3 separate regions of the Pan troglodytes genome follow, and regions 1 and 3 are each linked to region 2. A link is a contact called in public Hi-C and HiChIP or PLAC-seq data. All regions are on one chromosome and are shown on one strand. Each heading gives the region's core, a stretch centred on a gene start, on an enhancer-like site or on the middle of the called end of the contact. The rest is flanking DNA. Distances are from core to core; before and after follow the strand shown.

The links. A called contact is a pair of places that touch in the nucleus more often than the background predicts. HiChIP or PLAC-seq counts read pairs in DNA pulled down with a chosen protein or histone mark.
Region 1: a Hi-C map of stem cell-derived neural progenitor cells shows a contact between it and region 2, with 5 times the contacts expected there. The contact joins the promoter of ZNF776 here to the promoter of ZNF329 in region 2. A contact is called at or near these places in 2 of 7 Hi-C or Micro-C datasets (blood and stem cell-derived neural progenitor cells) and 1 of 1 datasets of contacts at active chromatin or transcription factors (stem cell-derived excitatory neurons).
Region 3: an H3K4me3 HiChIP or PLAC-seq map of stem cell-derived excitatory neurons shows a contact between it and region 2, with 4 times the contacts expected there. The contact joins the promoter of ZNF551 here to the promoter of ZNF329 in region 2. A contact is called at or near these places in 1 of 7 Hi-C or Micro-C datasets (stem cell-derived neural progenitor cells) and 1 of 1 datasets of contacts at active chromatin or transcription factors (stem cell-derived excitatory neurons).

What each region holds. Positions count from the first base shown.
Region 1 is chr20:60,687,269-60,690,357 of NHGRI_mPanTro3-v2.0_pri, reverse strand. ZNF776 (zinc finger protein 776) reads right to left here and starts at 1,672. Exons shown (of 4, transcript XR_010153984.1): 1 at 1,396-1,672.
Region 2 is chr20:61,091,771-61,094,753 of NHGRI_mPanTro3-v2.0_pri, reverse strand. ZNF329 (zinc finger protein 329) reads left to right here and starts at 1,661. Exons shown (of 4, transcript XR_010153990.1): 1 at 1,661-2,343. ZNF274 (zinc finger protein 274) reads right to left here and starts at 875. Exons shown (of 5, transcript XM_009436586.5): 1 at 816-875.
Region 3 is chr20:60,622,352-60,625,406 of NHGRI_mPanTro3-v2.0_pri, reverse strand. It overlaps ZNF551 (zinc finger protein 551), which reads right to left and starts at 1,548. Exons shown (of 3, transcript XM_003316701.7): 1 at 1,272-1,548. The coding sequence starts at 1,352.

The DNA.
Region 1 (3,089 bases), core at 423-2,922, 400 kb after region 2:
ATGTCTCCAGTGTCAATCCCTTTCCAGATACCCCAACCTGCATGTCCATAGCCATTTGATGCCTACACTTATTCGTCTCTGACTCTTCATATGGCCATAACAGTCATCCTGATATTTGCATAATATTCTAATTATGTTTATTACCAACATGCTCATCTCAGCTGATGCAGCTTCCATAGCTACAGCTACTAAGACCAAAAACCTCGGGCTCCTGATTGCTCTCTTCATGCCCTTACTTTGCATATTAGGAAACCTAGATGCTTGTTACAAAATATCAACTTTGAATCCAGCCACATCTCCTTAGCCATGAATCTTAGTCTGTTAACCCTCACTTGGATTACGGCAAAAGCCTCAACTCTCATCTTATTTCCTCCTCTCTCAACCCCACAGTCTGTTCTCCACTGTAGAGCCAGAGGAGACTACAGCCAGATGAAACTGTGGCAACATCACCTCCTCCCTCTGGTCAGTTTCACCTCTAAGCATTTCACATCCTGGTACTAACTCCTGGGTTAACCTTCCAAGTATGTTTATACTGGTTGACAGAAATGGGAATACCTCCATATATCCTGTGTCACAGACTTAGGATCCTGGGTTTAAGGTTCCTCCAGGGTTCCCATATCAAAAAACTTAAAAAAAAAAAAAAAAAGGTACCTAAGAATCCCAGGACATCCCAATCTAAAGAGCATGTGGATAGGAGTTAGGGCCAGTGAGGGAATAACACCCTCCGCTTCCCTGCGGAGGTTCTGCAAGTGCTTCTGCAGCCAGGTGTTCCTGAGAGGAGAGGCACAAGCTACAAGAATGTATCCCTGATGAGATTTGATAAGCTCAGGCCTCCCTGAACTCTTTCTTGGCCCTGTAACTAGGTAAACGCGAGTTGGTTGTCTGAACTGAGCGCCTCAGTACAAAATGTCATCTCTTAGCACCTATCTGATCTGTAGAGGTTGAACAAGAATTCAACCTCCCAGGGCCCGAAAGTCATCCCCTGTGTTCTTTTTCGACTGGACTTTGGGAAACCTTTAAAGCCTGGACATTGATCTTTTCCTTCCTTTGCTGGAAGCTGTCCATGGCTTCCAGCGTTCTCAGGGTGAATACACAGTTCTCAGCCTGCTCTTCCAGGAGGAGCTCTGCCTCACACTTTGCTCCCGACAGGTGCCTGTGGACCCTAGGTTACGATGCTCTCGGCTCAGTTCATCTCCAGGCCTTTGCCTGCACCGCTCCCTGTGCCTGTAGCTCTCCTGAGCGCATCCCGCGGGTGTCAAAAACGGGGGCCCATAGAGAGCGCCTCAGTGGCGCCGGGTTCAGGCTGTAGAACCTTGAGCAGGCGCCGCTTCCTCTCTGCTTTTGGACTTAGGTAAAGATGAGGTGACCTGAGGGCACGGAAGACGCCACAATTACCTGAGCCGGGGGCCTCAGCGCGGCCGCCGCCATCCGACTGGGTGGGGAAAGCGGGGTCGAAAGGAGGGGGCGAGCAGTGCAGGTACCCGGGCACGGTGGTCCCGATCCCGGCCTTGGTGCGGGTCACGCCTAGCGCCTTTAAGGAGCTGCAGAGCAGCCTCTGTGCAGTCGGGACAACGTCTCGTCTCCACCTTCTGGGTTCAGTCACTTCTACACGACCCAACACTCCGCGGTCTCTCACTGGAAAATACACCCAAAGCCAATCAAAATGGCCACTAGTAGAGGACGCCGGAAGTCCCACCTTTATACTGTTTCCGCGGAAACGCCTTTATTTTGAGCCTTCATTGGCTCTGACGCGCTGTCATTCGACGCAGAGATTTCTGGGTTATGTAGTTTCCTCAGGTTTCAAGACAGTTCCAAGGCGGTAAAGAAGGCCTTCTCAGAGGCGCTTGATTGCACAGAGTGGTGAATAAACACCACTCTGGCCTAAGTGTCATCTTCCCTCAATTTGACTATACTTCTGCATGTATCTATTTCATGTCTATTTTCTCCTTGAAAGTCTATATCCCCTGTCAAACTATGCTGTCAGGTATACCCTACCATCATGCTCACTTACTTGCAGGAAAGGCCCAGCTCCACCTCAGCGGTCTGTCCTTAAAGTGCATGTCCTTCTAGGGTAGAGGTTAGTCTCACCTAGCCTTAGAACCCGTATTGAGATTTTTGGAGATTAGTGTCTGTAACTGATCACTCAAGTATTTGAAAAAATATTATTTTAGATTTTGGGGAACTCGAGCTCTCCGATGCTAAACTTATTATTTAGGATGCCCCCAAAGACTAAAAATCCAAATTATCATAACGTTTTGAACAGTCTTTCAGTCGCAAAATCCCGGTACTGGGAGCAGAGGCTGATAAACATTATTGTGTTATAAATTCACATAAATGCACTCTGAGGCATTAGAGTCAGTTTCTCAGTCTGTCAGGGACAAGAGAGAACTAATCCAGATAGGACAAGACAAGGAAGATAGAGGAGAAATGTTGTGTTCCCTAAAGCAGGAATACATGCTGAATCTCTGTCTGTGATTCCCACAGAAGACAACTCTCCTGCCTATAAAATCAATCATAGTGTCCAGTACATTGAGCAACACTTTTATCCACTTAGTATCCCTCGCTTGAGATTCCAACTTATATTCAATTAATTCTGGATTAATTTATCTAAGATTTATCAATCTTACAGGAAGACCAATGAAAGAAATACTATTTTGGTAGTGATAAATGGCTGCAGTTTTCAAAGGTGGAGCACGTATGCAGAAGATGCTCTCCACCTGTTGATATTGGTTGTGTCTTAAATCCAGGAGTTCATGTTATTGCTGGGAAGTGGCTATTCTTTATTTCTGTTTCCATGGCAAGGAGTGTTTTGCCTAATAAATTAATGTTATGGCTGGGATTACAGGCATGAGCCACCATATCCGGCTAATTTTGTATTTTTAGTAGAGACGGGGTTTCTCCATGTTGGTCAGGCTGGTCTCGAACTCTCAACCTCAGGTGATCCACCTGTCTCGGCCTCCCAAAGTGCTGGGATTAAAGGCATGAGCCACTGTGCCCGGCCGCTCAGTTCTTAAAAACCCCATGCCTTCTATGTTCAGGGAGAAGAGGCATTTAGAGCAAGAGCTTACTCATTCTCCATTTCTGCTCAG
Region 2 (2,983 bases), core at 412-2,911:
TCATACATCCCTGTATGTTATACTCTACTCTGATGGTTAAATGACAAAATTTTAGAGAAATGAAATCTTTTGACTCAGTTTATGTAACTAGAAAGCATATGTGCTAATAAGCAGATGCTAATTGGCTTGAATCCATTAGTCACTCATTTTTATTTTTTTATTGTGAGACAGGGTCTCACTGTGTCACCTGGGCTGAAGTGCAATCACAGCTCACTGCAGGCTTGATCTCCTGTGCTCCAGTGATTCTCCTGCCTCAGCCTCTCAAAGTGTGAGATTACAAGCATGAGCCTCCACGGCTGGCCCATAGTCACTCAATCTCCTGTTTAATTACTATCGAAATAAATGCAATAATGGATACTTGGATCAAGCACATATTGTCGAATATTAATTATCTAACCCAGGGGCTGGGTACGTGGGTGTTCACACAATTTTTTTTTTTCTTGTGAGACAGGGTCTCGCTCTGTCGTCCAGGCTGGAGTGCAGTGGTACAATCATTCCTCAACATCCCGGGGCTCAAGGGATCCTCCCGCCTCAGACTCCTGAGTAGCTGGGACTACAGGCGCGCGCCACGAAGCCCGGTTAATTTTTAAAATTTTTTTGTAGAGACGAGTTCTCACTATGTTGCCCAGACTGGTCTCAAACTCCTGAGCGCAAGCGACCCTCCCTCCCCAGCCTCCCAAAGTGCAGAAAGTACAGGCGTGAGCCACTGTGCCAGGCCCACACAATCATTTCAAATTTTCTGCATGTTTGAAAATGTTCTTAATAAAATTTGGGGGTAAGGTACATGCAATATTTATCAATTTTGCAGTTCTTACCTCTTTGGCTGAGGGAATTGCTTGCTCCTCAGAGACTCTTTCTCTTTTCTTCCTTCCTTCCTCCCTTCCTCTCTCTCTTTCTCCCTTTCTTTTGAGACTGAGTTTCGCTCTTGTTGCCCAGGCTGGAGTGCAATGGCACGATCTAGGCTCACCGCAACCTCCGCCTCCCGGGTTCAAGCGATTCTCTTGCCTCAGCCTTCCTGAGTAGCTGGGATTACAGGTGCCCGCCACCACACCCGGCTAATTTTTTGTATTTTTAGTAGACGGGGTTTCACCATGTTGGCCAGGCTAGCCTTGAACTCCTGACCTCAGGGGATCCGCCCACCTCGGCCTCCCAAAGCGCTAGGATTACAGGCGTGAGCCACTGCGCTCGGCCCTCCTCAGGGAGTTTCAAAACTAACTGTCACAAAGCCACTGGTTTTCTCTGTATTAATGAAAAACCTGGCAAGAACGCCCAGGATCCGAAAGTGAGCTTCAGTCTCAAGATAGCGACCGCCCTCCGGGCCAGCGTCGGGGCACTGAGGGGCCTCTGGAAAGTGAATCACAGGGAGCACCGCGGGGTTTCAGGATTTTGGCTGTCCGCTGCCCAAGGCTTGGCATCACGGGCGTCTTTCCCTCTCACGTTGGGGTCCCTTCAAGGTCGGCGCCAGGTATCCTCCCAGAAAACCTGCACACCGCAACGCCCAGGACCCCCACAGCCTCCCTGCTGCCGCTGGGGGGCGCCATCGTCGCGGCTAACGCAACCCGAGGGAGGAAGCGGTGGAGCGCCGCGCCGCGGGGTTTTCTGGGAGATGTAGGCGGTGGAAGCACACTCATGCGCAGCAACGGCGCCGCAGTGGGCGCTCATGCGCAGTGGAGGGTCCGGCGTCCGCCTTGGCGGGTGGGCGTGATGACCCGCACTCCCCAAGCCACTGCGGGATACAACGGGGCCAAGGGCTCTCAGGGGTGGCCGCGACCGGGGCGGCCCGGGACACGGCTGCGGGTTCCAGCCAACAGGCCCGGAGTCGCGGCCTCGGCTCCGCCGTGGGTGCACGGGCTAGGGCTGCGGGGACTCCTGTGGGCTCCGCGTCTGCGGCTGGCAGGAATGGGGATCGTCCCCAGATCCCGCCTTCTGGGCAGGGCCTCCGCTGCCTGCGATCCTGCCCACAGTCCAAGGATCCTCCTCGCCTCTCGCGGACTGCGGTGTCAGCCGCCCGAGCCGTTCCCCGGAGACCTGGCCAGGTGACGGCCCCCGACCTCCGCCTGGGGCGGGGGTGGGGGTGGTCTGCGAGTCCCCCTCACCCCCAGCAGACGTTCCCGAGCTCAGGAGGAAAAAAAGGACGAGGAAGGGGCTGCTTATGAGTGTGTCGGTGTTGATTTAGTAGTTGTGGAATGTGAGCCCTGGGGAAATAAGTGGAAGAGGCATGGACCGTGTGGCTCCACTGGGGCGTTCGCGAATGCCTCCTGGAGGAGGAGACCAACCAGAAAGAAGAGGCAGCGTCCAGCAACTGGACAAAGGCCAGAGGGCCTTTCTGGCAAGAGGACTGGGGTGAGCAGAAGCTGATCCGGCTCTTTATCCCTGGGCGCAAGTGCTGTGTGGCATAGGTCAGTGAAGGCCTGAAAGGGATGTTGAGCCAGCAGCAAAAGGCCTTGAGTGCCCCATTAAATAAGCTACAGCTGTGGCTGACGCCTGTAATCCCAGCACTTTGGGTGGCCCAAGCGGGCGGATTGCGTGAGCTCAGGGGTTGTAGACCAGCCTGGCCAACATGGTGAAACCCCGTCTCTACTAAAAATACAAAAATTAGCCGCGCGTGGTGGCACGTGCCTGTAATCCCTGCTACTTGGGAGGCTGAGACAGGAGAATCGCTTGAACCGGGGATGCAGAGTTTGGAGGCTGCAGTGAGCTGAGATCACGCTACTGCACCCCAGCCTGGGCGATAGAGCAAGACTGTCTCAAAAAAAAAAAAAAAAAAATCACATATGTTGGCCAGGCAGGGTGGATCACGCCTGTAACGCCAGCACTTTGGGAGGCTGAGGATTACTTGAGCCCTGGAGTTTGAGAGCAGCCTGGGTAAAATAGTGAGACCCCATCTGTACTAAAAAAATTAGCCAGGCATGGTGGTGTACATCTGTAGTCCCAGCAACTGGGGAGGTCGAGTTGGGAGGATTGCTTGAGCCCAGGAGGTCAA
Region 3 (3,055 bases), core at 299-2,798, 470 kb after region 2:
ACAGTTCCAGCAGCCCATGAACCATTCTCTGAAAGCTCTCATACTCTTAGCAGGTCAAAAATAAAACTTCTGATATCCCAAATGAAAACTACTCCTACTATGTACTTCCCCATCTTAGTTGATGGAGCTTCCACACTTCTAACTGCCAAAATAAAACCTTTCAGTCATCCCTGACTCCACTCTCTTTCTCAAAACTAAAAATTCAGGCAGCCCTACTTAAAAAATGAATCCAGAATCCAACTGCTTCTCGCATCTTCACAGCCACCATTTTGGCCTATCACATTCTATCACATTCACCTGGCCTATCCCAGTAGTCTCCTCCCAGGTCTCCCCACCTCATCCTTCAGTCGGCTTCCCATGCTGCAGCCACAGGGAGCCTAATAAGACCAGAACCAGATCACCTCCCTCTTCCACTCCAAAACTCCCACTGTTACTATTAAGTAACGAACAGACAACTCAACTTCTCAGGGAACCATTCCGGGTCTGACTTCTACCACACTGCTCCCTGTTCTCATGAGAAGAAAATAATTGTAGGTTCCTGAACTATCTCAGCCTCCTCTCCAAACTTAGCATATACTGGTAACTTTGCCTTGGACAACCTTCTACATCTCCTTTCCCCCAGCTGCCAACAGCTTCATATAATCCAACCTGGACTTAAGACTCTGGGCTTTGTATTTGCTCAAAGTCTCAGGGCCCAAGGCTAGACGAGTGGCGAGGCTCAGGTCGCCCAATGACCCTGGGCCAGTTTTGGAGCCAGGTGGCCTGGGCTGGCTGCACTATCTCCGCACCTCAGTTCTCAGTGCTGAATTTACCAGCTGCGTGAGCTTGGACAAGAACTCAGTCTTCATATGCCTAACTACTATTACCTCTCTTCAGCCTGTTCTTCCCCTGAGCAACTTTTGGATAGCTTTAGGAAATCCTAGCCCAGTGTCCCTATCTGTTCACAAATCTCGAAGGCTGCCAGTGTCCTCAGAATCGTCAAATTCGTCAGGTGCAACTCTGCCTCACTCTATGTTCCTGCAGACCCGAGATGGACCCCAGGCTCCTGAATCCCCCCCAGCTTAGTCGCAGCTCCAAGTTCTGCACGCGCCAGTCCCCTGCCCGTCACATTTCCGTACACACTGGGCGTCACAAACGGGTCCAATCCACAAGCGCCTTCTTGTCCAGGGTACTGGGGCCTGGGCTGCAGGGCTGTGAGCAGGCATCCCTCACTGGGCCTTAGGGCTTCTGCTGGGGGAGAGTAGGCGAGACCCGGAGGACGCACAACTCACCTGAGCCGAGTCCCTCAGCGCGACTGCCGCCATTGAGCTCCGTGGACTAGGCAGGGAGTGGCGGCCGACCGGGGCGGGCATTCGAACACAACAGTCCCTATCCCGGGCCTGGCGCAGCTCACCCGAGGTGGCGTCGCAGAACCTCTGGCCCACTTTCGCGCCTTCTCTGTCCCGTCCCTCAGTCGCGACCTCCGCTGCAGACTGGCGGGCTGGACAGACAGGACAGAGGCCAAAATGACCGCCACGAGGAGGACGCCGGAAGTTCCGGCCCGTCGCGCTGCACATGCGCGGAAGTGTTCCTATCTTGGGCTGTCATTGGCTCAACTCCGCCGCCGTTTTGCGCTCTGCACTCTGGATAATGTAGTTTCCAAAACTCCACGGAGCTCTTCGGAGTGTGTCCACTGCTTTGACCTCTGCGAACTTGTATTCTGAGGTGCTGTGCCCCGTGCAGGGAAATGGCGACTTCGGCCTCTAGGGGAGAAGGAAGTATTTACTCCTTCTTAAAGGGGCTTTTCCCAGATTTCTGGGAAGTGTTTTCCGTAACTGATCACTTAAGTGTTTAGAGACATTATTTCAGACTCCACGAAGCTCAGGGTGCCCCTAGAGGCAAAAAATATTATTTCAGGGGGTTGGGCGCGGTGGCTCACGCCTGTAATCCCAGCACTTTAGAAGGCCGAGGCGGGCGGATCACCTGAGGTCAGAAGTTCGAGACCAGGCTGGCCAACATGGCGGAACCCCATCTCTACTAAAAATACAAAAATTAGTCGGGCGGGCCGGGCGCAGTGGTTCACGCCTGTAATCCCAGCACTTTGGGAGGCCGAGGTGGGTGGATCACGCGATCAGGAGTTCGAGACCAGCCTGGCCAACATGGTGAAACCCTGTCTCTACTAAAAATACAAAAATTAGCTGGGCATGGTGGCGAGCGCCTGTAATCCCAGTACTTGGGAGGCTGAGGCAGGAGAATCGTTTGAACCTGGGAGGCAGAGGTTGCAGTGAGTCGAGATCGCGCCATTGCACTCCAGCCTGGGCGACAGGGGGAGACTCCGTCTCCAGAAAAAAAAAAAAAGAAAAAAAAAAATTGGATTTTGGAGCATTTTGGATTTTAGATTTTTGGCTCAGGGATATTCAACCTGTATTTTGTTCTCATTAAATAGGTTTCTCTTTCACTTTGTTATTGTTTGATATACTAAAGTTTTAATTTTCATGAAGTCTAATTGGTCTATTTTTCTTTTGTCACATGTGTATTTGGTGTCAAATCCAAGAAATTATGGCCAAATTCAATGTCATAAAACTTTCACCCTATATTTTCTTTTAAGTGTTTTATAGTTTTGGGTCTTATGTTTAGGTTGTTAGTCCATTTTGAGTTCATTTGTGTTTTTGGTGTTAGGTAAGGGTTCACCTTCATTCCTTAGCATGTGAATATTTCGTTTTCCCAGCATCATTTGCTGAAAAGATCATCGTTTCCCCATTGAGTGGTCTTGGTAGCCTTGTTGAGATCATTTGGCCATATACATTACTATTGCAAATGATATTGTTTTCTTAATTTCCTTTTCAGATTTTTCATTGTTAGTGTATGGAAGGGCATATGAGTTTTACATGTTGACTTTTGCATGTTGACTTTGAATTCAGCTACACAGGTGAATTTGTTTATCAGTTCTTTTTTTTTTTTTTTTTTTTTTTCCCCAGACGGAGTCTCACTCTGTTGCCCAGGCTAGAGTGCAATGGCTTGATCTTGGCTCACCACAAGTTCCACCTCCCAGGTTCAAGCAATTCTTCTGCCTCAG